Linked DNA regions of Gossypium hirsutum: region 1 is linked to region 2. The links are chromatin contacts, called in public Hi-C maps. All regions are on one chromosome and are shown on one strand. Each heading gives the region's core, a stretch centred on a gene start, on an enhancer-like site or on the middle of the called end of the contact. The rest is flanking DNA. Distances are from core to core; before and after follow the strand shown.

Evidence for each region. Hi-C and Micro-C count contacts between places; a contact is called where the count stands out from the background.
Region 1: a contact with region 2 is called in a Hi-C map of leaf, with 2.3 times the contacts expected there. The contact joins the promoter of LOC107950643 here to the promoter of LOC107949596 in region 2. A contact is called at or near these places in 2 of 34 Hi-C or Micro-C datasets (both in leaf).

Annotation. Positions count from the first base shown.
Region 1 is chrD03:15,263,836-15,268,836 of Gossypium_hirsutum_v2.1, reverse strand. It overlaps LOC107950643 (ER membrane protein complex subunit 10), which reads right to left and starts at 3,295. Exons shown (of 8, transcript XM_016885528.2): 1 at 2,723-3,295; 2 at 1,241-1,303; 3 at 1,049-1,144; 4 at 398-445. The coding sequence starts at 3,037.
Region 2 is chrD03:15,063,135-15,067,843 of Gossypium_hirsutum_v2.1, reverse strand. LOC107949596 (dynein light chain LC6, flagellar outer arm) reads left to right here and starts at 1,590. Exons shown (of 2, transcript XM_016884315.2): 1 at 1,590-2,091; 2 at 2,188-2,681. The coding sequence starts at 1,954. The coding sequence ends at 2,343.

The DNA.
Region 1 (5,001 bases), core at 2,046-4,545, 200 kb before region 2:
AAAATATTTTCCATAAAAGCTTTTACGTTGAAACATACGAAGCCTAAGATTCAGTAATGGTATGGCCGATATATGAATAAGACCCAAGTAAATCTGTATCATAAGCACAGTTACAAGAAATTTTACATAGCATTCGAAAATATAGAACTATTAGGTAACTATTCATAAAGTAATCTTTGGTGATAACTGAGCAAAGTGATCTTTGGAGACAACTGAGAACTAGGTTACAGTGTCTCCATCAACAGGTGGCTTTGAAAGAACTACAAAGGGTTGTTATTTTTTGTTACCCTAATACCCAGCAAAAATTATCACATAAAAGCACTGCACGGGTATCCACATGGTTATGCGCAGGCACATATGAAAGGAGAGAGGAGGGAGGGGGAGAACAGTGAATTACCATGTGTATTACAAAATGCTCATCCAAACTTTCTCTAGGAAGACATCTCTGCAGTTTAAAAAAAAAAAAAACAGTAGTGAGAACTATACAAACTACAAAGAAAAGAAAGAAATTGTAGGCATCAAAGAAACTTGGTGTGTAATTGAATTTGATCCTCTCTTTATTTTCATTTTCACAATTAAAGATCCAAAGCTCCAAACTACAACACAAACTATTTGTCAATTCTAGGTTTTCCTCAATATGACCATATGACAATTAAGCTCAAAAGTGAACAATCAAATTCAATATTTATCAGCATTAATTTATATTATAAATTATCATATTTTAAACAAATAGAAACATCTCAGATGTTAAAGACAGAACATTTAGAAAAAGAAAAAGAAAAAAAAAAGTGGTCAGATTTAAAACCTCTTCCTTCAAAAAGCTTAATTCACAGCATTTTAACATTAGAGATTTCAGCTTAAGAGCAGAAGTCAAACCCTGACCATATTAACAAGAAGAACTGCATATATGCAAAGCAGTTAGGCTTTTGAAGTTTCTAGTAGATGAATTTAAGCACAAAAAAAGGCACCAAGAATCTCAATACCAAAAGCATTAGACAATAATATTAGAGATCCCAAGAAGCAAGCTAAAGCAAACAGTATCACTTACTGCTTTCACTGATGAAATAATAAAATCCCTCCCAGGCGGATTCAAAACATTAGATGGGAGTCTTATCCTATAGAAGTCATCACTTTCGAGCAGATTCTGCAAGAGCAGATGATTAAAACCCAAAGCATCATAAAATGGTAACTCACAAAGAACAGAGTACGTAAATTAGAAGTTTAGATAATGCGTGATTACTTTGAACTTCTCCTTCTCCACATCAGAGAAACTGTTCCTCGAAAACCGTAGCTTTGTAAGAGTCTGACAAAACTGGTCACATTAGATCCTACTAGAGCTCTTTGGAATGAAACATAGAAAATGACGAAATGTGAAAAAGAAAGTCACTTCAAGACTATAGAAACTTAAGTCATTCACAACTTTCAATCAACTATTATTATCTTCACCGGTTGTTGAGAAATGGAAGGTCATAGGAGCAATGAACTAATTATTTTATTATTCTACACAACAGATATATATCTGGTTAGTATCGTCAATAGAAGACGCCACCACTTACCTAAGCCTCTTATTAGTACTACTTATGTCATGATTTACATAATTAATTTTCTCAAATTTGAAGGCCTTTGGAAGTAGCAGGTTTTACATAGCCAAACTGTGAGAAAGAAATCAAAAACTAAAGAGCTTAAGCTTCAGTAAACTCCTCTCAGATCCTAATCATGCTTCCAACAACAGTCCAATATCCACTTTTAAGATTTAGAATGAAACCAAGTACTAGTTGTACCAGTTAGTGGCTTAATTTCAAAGAACTCAGCTGCCTTTTCTTAACAAGGATGCATACCAAATTTGCCACCATGCTAAGTCAAAGTTAAAATTTCTCAACCTCATCAATTGCACTAACTTTACCATCATGCTTTTAATTGGTTGAATTATGGGGAAAAATTATGAAGGAATTACGGAATATGTTGAGTACATATTTAACTAAGTTGTGAAGAAGCAGAAATTTAACATGTTAAATGTAGCAGAAATTCCACATTGTACAAAAACAAACACATTGTAATCGTTGACACATTGTTCTCTTAAATCTTTTCATTTATATTGCCAACTCATCAACAAAACAAAACACTAAGGATATGTTTAAACATGCACTGTTCTATTAAATTTTGTCCAAATATGAGTCAAGATTAAAGTGCAAATGTCAAAATTCAAGAAAATTGAGAAAAGTGATAAAATTAGGTTGACATATAATTCCTACAGTAGCCCAGCAGCATTCACCTCACAAGTTGACTCCATTTTCTTATAACTTTAACGACAAAGGCCATGTTTTCTTCTTGTCTTTTAATTCCCTAAGCAAAATGTGAAGAACTGCTCTTGGAGATGAAATTAAAAAGTATTATTGACTAACTAAAGATTAACGTTGTTATATTATTTCACTAACATTATAAATCATTTTACTTACAAAAACTTTCTGTTAGAATTCCCATCCTAATCATTAGTTTATTAATCACTTATGATTAAACATTTAGTAGCAAAATCGAAAACCAAACAAAGCCCAAGTATAATGCATAAGAAGATGTAAATAAAAGTGGAAGAAAAATCCCAGCTTTTAAGATATATATGAATCAGGGTGTGAATGGAAGTTTCAGCACTATTCATACACTACGAAAACGAAAATTTTGCTTTAAAAAAGATTTTTTTTTTTAAAGAAAGAAAAGGTTGGTAAACCTGGCCGCCGTGGCTCCATGTTTTGAGGCGGGCGGAGAAAGTGCCAGCGGGAGAGAAATCGGAGTCGCCAAAAGCGTGGTCAAGAGAGAACTGGATCTTAGAATCGGAATCTAGATCCGAATGCCTCTTTCGGGTCGGGGATGTGACTGGTGGGGATCGAGTGGGGATGGGTTCAGGGGAACGATGTTGCGGAGCCCCCTCGAGTCCGAACTCTTCGTCGTCAACAAGAAGCTCATCGGATTGGAACGCGCATGAAGGAAACGACAAAAACGAGAGTGTGAGGATGAAAGATACTATGACTTTGACCCACTTCATTGTTGCCCTCTGCTTTGTTTCCTCAAGCTGAAGAAGTTTCTGCCTTTAGTAATTAATAATACCTTTTGAGTTGATAAAATCAGGGGAAAGAGATAACAGGTCTCGGTTGACGCGTTGTTTGAATCGCTGCCGAGATCAGTTTTGCTGTGCTGAGATTAGAGATTGCATTTGAACAAGCAAGGAGATTACTAGGGTGCTTTTTGATAAAAACTATTTTTTAGGCTAATCCATCAATAATATAAATAAAAACACAAATTTGAAAAAGTAAATTGAATTAAAAAGGATATTTATTTTAATCATATTATTAAATTAATATTTAAAAATAAAAAATATTTAATTGATATTTAAAAATATTTAGAATTTAATTTAGAATTATTAGTTATACAACTATTTAAAAATAAGTTGAATAATTTTATTGACCCGAAAATAGAGTTATAAAAGTCTAAGCATACTCACTACCGATTAAGGTTAAAATTTTATTTTTTTTATTTTTTATAAGTAAATTTTTTTTATTTTCATATTTATTAGTTATTACTTGAATGGATGTTTAAGTATATAGATAGAGATTAATTTTATGTTTTAATTATCACTTAATTAAGGTTAGAGTTATGTCGAAACCATTTTTTCAAGTTTGAAAAATGGGGGATCGACTTTTAAAATGAAAATGGGAGTCGCCACCGACCTTTTATTATGGTGCGATCGGATCACCCAGAAAATAATTTTAGGTCTGCGAGTTTTGAGAAAACATGTTTGGGAGTCGGTTACGCACGAGGAAGGGTTAGCACCCTCGTGACGCCCAAAATTGGTACCGAATTGATTGTCTAATGTCTTAATGCCGAAATTTTGAAAAGATTTTAAAATACAATCCTTTGAAATGCAAGCTTAAATAATGGCATTGGTTGAATAGACGGACCTATTTCAAATCAATAAACCGCCACACTCAGTGAGTTAGAGTGCAACAGTTCAATCTTCAAAGCTAGATTCATCCCCTTTTTTAAAAAATCATGTGTTTTAAGAAGGACATTTGATTACTTAAGTCAATCGAGAAGTCAGAATCCAGTAAATTAGGGTTTCATCTCTTGAAATTCCTAAACGTCAAATATGGCCTTTATTTTAAAATCGAGATGACAAAATGTCATATCCAGTGAGTTAGGATCTAACATTTTGAAATCTTAATTAATTTTATTTAGAAATCACATGTTTTTTTTATTGCAAAAGAGATACTCGACTACCTAAATTCATTAGAAAAATTGAAGCCCAATAAGTTAGGACTCAATTCTCTCGCGAATTATGAAAGTTGAGCATTATAATATTTAAAAAGGGATTTTGGAGCTTAAACCATGTTAAACGCAAAATTTTAGCAAATGAAACACGGTGGAATAATGTACAATACTAAACGATAATTTGTAACCAAAATGCGTTCTAATGAACTACGAATAATTAGCAAATACAAACAAGCAATACAATACCCCTAAAAGCAATTCTCACATCATATATTATGTTAACATTCAAAAGCTAATGAATCTAAAGTCAATCAAAGCACCAAATAAATTATCACACATGAAATTGTACAAGCTTTTAAAATAACTTAAGACGTATGAAAGAAAGGAAATTATAATTCAAATAAATTTAAAAGAAATCATATATACATATATAAGAATTTGAAATTAATCAAAATTATAGTTAAAAATAAATATCAAATGAAATAACAGTATCCAAATAAAAAAATAAATATTATAATTAAAGAAAATAACATATATTTATTAATTTAAATAAATAATACTTGTAGAAACAAATAAAAAATAAAAAGTTCAAAATGGATAGTAATATATAACAATACATAAAAAATGAAATAAGTGAAATATAATAAAGTAGTTTTTAAAATGAAATAAATTACGTATGTATTAAAGTAAGTGGAAAAATACAACAATGTGAGATCAATAATATACTTTTATATATAAAAT
Region 2 (4,709 bases), core at 341-2,840:
AATTCAATTCACTGCAATTATAACTCTGTAAATATTTAATAAAAATATTTACAAGTTCGGTTTATAGAATCGAGGTTTCGAAAATACACTTTCCGGCACCATTAGCATTCGGATCGTTACACTGACAGAGCCTTAACTTGATTGACATGATAAAATTAAAGGCACCCATGTGTTAAAAAAAATTAAACTTTCATATAAAATTGTTTATTTTTTAGATGATTTAATTTTAAATATTCTATATAATATATAAAATATTTTAAAAGCTTAAATAAAAAGTTGGTCCCAAATTATAACATTTTTTCTATTTAAGTACTTTAATATTTTTACAAAAATTGCCCCAACCTGTTTCTTCGCTTACAAAAATTCTCTTAACCAATTATTTAATGACACATGATGTTTTTAATTAAATAAAAAAATAGTTTTAATATTAAATGCAAATAAATTAAATTAGAGAAAAAGTTAATTTTTTTTCTTTTACATTCTCTCTTTCATCTTCATTTATTTCGTACTTCAAAATTCAGAAATTATAAGGCCAACTTAGAAGGCACAAAAAATCTTCGGGATGAAACCCACCATCTGAGCACATGCAAGTAGCCACCGCATTGATTGGCTTTGAGCTATTTCAGAAGATGGCAACAGTTGGAGTTGAGAAACTCAACACCCAAATTTCATCTTTGATGACTCGGGAAGAAATCTTGAGTAAAGCTGTAGAGCAGATAGCTTTCAGGGGAAATGCTTATGCAATTATCCAAGGGAGAAACAAGTAAAGCGCTACTCAAATGCAGCTTGTACCATTGTTGCTTTGCGAAGCATGGCAAATGCAATGAGCGCTGAGAGGAAAGAGAAAATCACAACTAGGATCGAGAACGTGAACAAACATCCATTAACGACGAAGGAAATTTTAACGTTTTCACTGCAAGAGATTGAGGAAATGGCAATTTATGGTCTACAATGTCTAGGAGAATGGGTCTTTACCAATTTGTTAACAAGGAGCCTAGAAAGATCCTCACAAATTTGGTGATTAAAGAGTAACAAAGAAAAAAAAAGTTGATCTAAGTCCATGGAGAAGAAACACTTGCGGTAAGGAAGGTTTTCGGAATTAGATAGTTGATCAAACCGGTCAATCATCGATTTTTGATATGATTTATTTGTCTAATTTAATTAAAAAATAATAAAAATTAAAAAAAATTACATATTTAAAAGTAAAGTAAATTGGTGTAAATGATTCTTTTAACCTGATTTGTAGGTTTACGGGCCAATCAATTCAACTTTTTATTTTGAACTGACAGTCTAATTGGTTCGATTCTCAAAACAGTAATGAGAAGGAAATGTAAAAAAATTGAGTAGTAAATTTGATTTTTTATAATTCAATATAATTATATTTTTAAAATTAAAAGTATCATGTGTTAATTAAAAGAAATTTTTTAAGGGAGAAAAAATTGACACAATTTATGTAACAAAATCATTGTTTAGGTAAAATTTTTTAAGTTAGAGGGCAATTTTTTATTGAACCGTTCTCGAACCTTTAAAGATAATAAAAAAATAAAATAAAGAAGCTTATTTGTTTTTGATTTCTCAAATTATTCACTGGACGGGTTCTGTAAAGTGAGTGAGATGAGATTCTATCAAAAACATAAAAAATTGAGAGGAGACAGGGACACTATAGTTGGACAAAGTGCCAGCCTAATATTGCGAATTTCTAAGACATGACTCACTCCTCCAATTGTGGAAAAGCAAGAGAGAGAACTTAAGAAGCCTTCGGGAAAAGCCTAAATTTCTTCCATTTTTGTTGGTTTCTAGCCTGGAAAAGAAAAGTGTGAAATTTGATCCAATTCTTTTTCTTCTGGTCTTAAAAGATAAGAAACAGTTACTCATTGATAAAATCCCAAACCTCAGATTCTTTTCTTTGATGGTTTTCTGGTTTTCCTGAGACAGAAAAGAGAGGAAACAAACATGTTAGAAGGGAAAGCTTTGGTGGATGACTCAGATATGCCATTGAAGATGCAGATTGAAGCAATGTCTTTTGCTTCTCAAGCTCTTGACCTTTATGATGTCTTTGACTGCATTTCCATTGCTGGTTATATAAAAAAGGTTTAATTTTGGGGAATGGTTTCCCTCTGGTTTAAATCCATTATATGATAAGCTTCTGTTCTTATGATGGTAAATTTTGTGCCTTTTTGTTGGCAGGAGTTTGATAGCAAGTATGGGAATGGATGGCAATGTGTGGTGGGTTCAAATTTTGGGTGTTTTTTCTCTCATTCTAAAGGGACTTTCATTTACTTTACATTAGAGAGACTCAAGTTCCTTATCTTCAAAGTGGCTTCATCTTCAACCTCTCCTTAAAACCCAACGCCATGGTTTCAACTTCATGGTTTTGTTGCAGTCTTGGTACAGGCAACAGTTGAAGAAGAATGAAGGCTAAAAAAGTGCTCTCAAGTTCCTTTTCTGTTAACTTTTTTCCTTCTGTATGTCAAACTATATGTATATAATATGAGCTCTGGAAGAAGAGGAAAACATCACAAGAGGCTCACAATTATAATTGATGTCATGTTTATAATAAGAATCTGGATTATCCAAATCCGCAAGGTTCTTCTTTACTTTTCGACCTGAGATTAGTAGATAAACTGACTCTAGTAGGCTTTTGCTTTATTTGATTAATCAATTTAACTTCATTGACTCGATCGATTAGCTCAAATAAAGTCGATTAATTCGGTCGTGTTCAAGCAATTCATAAAATTCCAAGACTTGAGCTTTCGGTTGTGTTCAGGCATCATACATTACAGACAAAAGAACTGCATTAGAAAGGAAATCTTAACATCCCTCCAGATGCAGCCAGCCTAACCGACCAATTCATCTCCAGAAGCTGGAAAAGACAGTCTGAAGATTATTAGAGCAACAGCCCACCGTATTACACCACTACACGAAGATAATATAAATATCAAATATCTGTCTCGGACATAAACAATATCACATTAGCACTTCAATTACAAAGTAAAATGCCCACTGCACAGGCCCAAGGCTTCAACACAAGCCCATTTTACATCAATTTCCTCAAATATCCCATATATCTTATTCCATAATTTTTGCAAAATAGGATATTTCGGTAAATGCGTCACATGCTCCAGATTCACCACAAATTTACAGAAAGTTCAATCAAGGTGACTTTTCCAAGATGGAATAAATTTATTTAAATAGTGATATTTTTTCATTTTCTCTCTAAATATTATTGTTTTGAGATCATTTTGTTTTTTTTTTCTTTTTTCTTTTTTTTGGGGGGGGAGCTACCTCGAGGTCCGTAGACTTTTAATTTTTATAGATTTTGTGCTCTTTCGATGTACGAAATGCGCTTAAAAGAACTTTTATATTCATTCGGTGATTTATCCCAAACTATAAAACTTAAACTTTTATCCAGAGTAAAATGATTTTATTTAGACAACAAGATCACATAGTGGTGCTTTATCCTACTATTAAATTTTATTATTACTAAATTATGTTTAGATTATAGTAAAGTAAATGATAATTTTTTTTAAATTATTAATAACTTGATCATCGAACTATTGTAATTTATAATAATCTAAATTTTAATGCCTTTACGATCAAGTCGAAGATCACTTAAAAAATGAACCTTTTGTGTGCAATATCTCAAATGAATCATTTTAAAATTATGACGAAGTTGTTTGCCGTATTAATTGAAAGATGGAGGTCAGAGACATATTTTCCATTTTTCATTTGAAGAAGAAACAATAACATTGGAAGATTTAAGCTCTAATGGCACACTTTTCAATCAATGAAAAAGTTACAACGGGAGAAAGTGCAATTGTGTGTGTATGCCTATTACACTACAATTTGCTGGGTACATGTAACGCCCTGATTTCTTAATTTTATTTTTACAAGTTTTGTTATAATTAAGTATCAGCATCAATGGTTAAAGTGCTTTAATTTAGTGTATGAAGTTGTGGGTTTGAGCCTCCTTGCAAGCAAATGTTATGTTTTTTATTCTTATTAAATTTTTTATTTTTCTTTTCCCAATATTCTTTTTTCCCTAGGTACAAAAAATACACGTTCCTTCTTCTCCAATTTTTTTTCCACTTCTTCTTTCTTGGTGGTTCAACAGTAGTTCATGCCATTTTGGGTTGCTTTTCGATTTCATTGCACGGGTTTTAATGTTGCTAGTGGGCGATTGGACTGTTGAGTAAGTGATGTTCCATCTTCTTTTCGTTTTTCTCGACTTAGAGAATATCTTTTTCGTGATAAATTTTTTTATTTAGGGAGTATGAATTCACTGTTATTTTTTTTCTCTTTGGGTTATATTGTTAGGTGAAGTTCAAGGAATCCGAAATTCTCTGGTTACGAATTAGAGCTTAGGGGCTGCCTTGGACGTGGGTAAGTTTTGAAGCGATAGTGGGTGCAATTTTTAGTTGAAATTGATTTTTATTGTGTTGTTGTCGAGAAGTTACTCGTTTAAAATTGTGGAATGGATATTGATTCTAGACGTTCTATTGTTGATTTTTAGGTTCTGGTTGTAACAGTCCGATTTTGACCCTAATCGGAATAGTGATTTCGGGACAATAAATTCGAGTCTCAAAAAACATTTTAATATTATTTTGTGAGTTTATTATGTTTGAATTTGATTGTGTGAAATTTTCGTGTTTTAATTTTTATCGTTTGAGTGACCGATTAAAGAAAATAGCTTAATCACGTAAAATGAA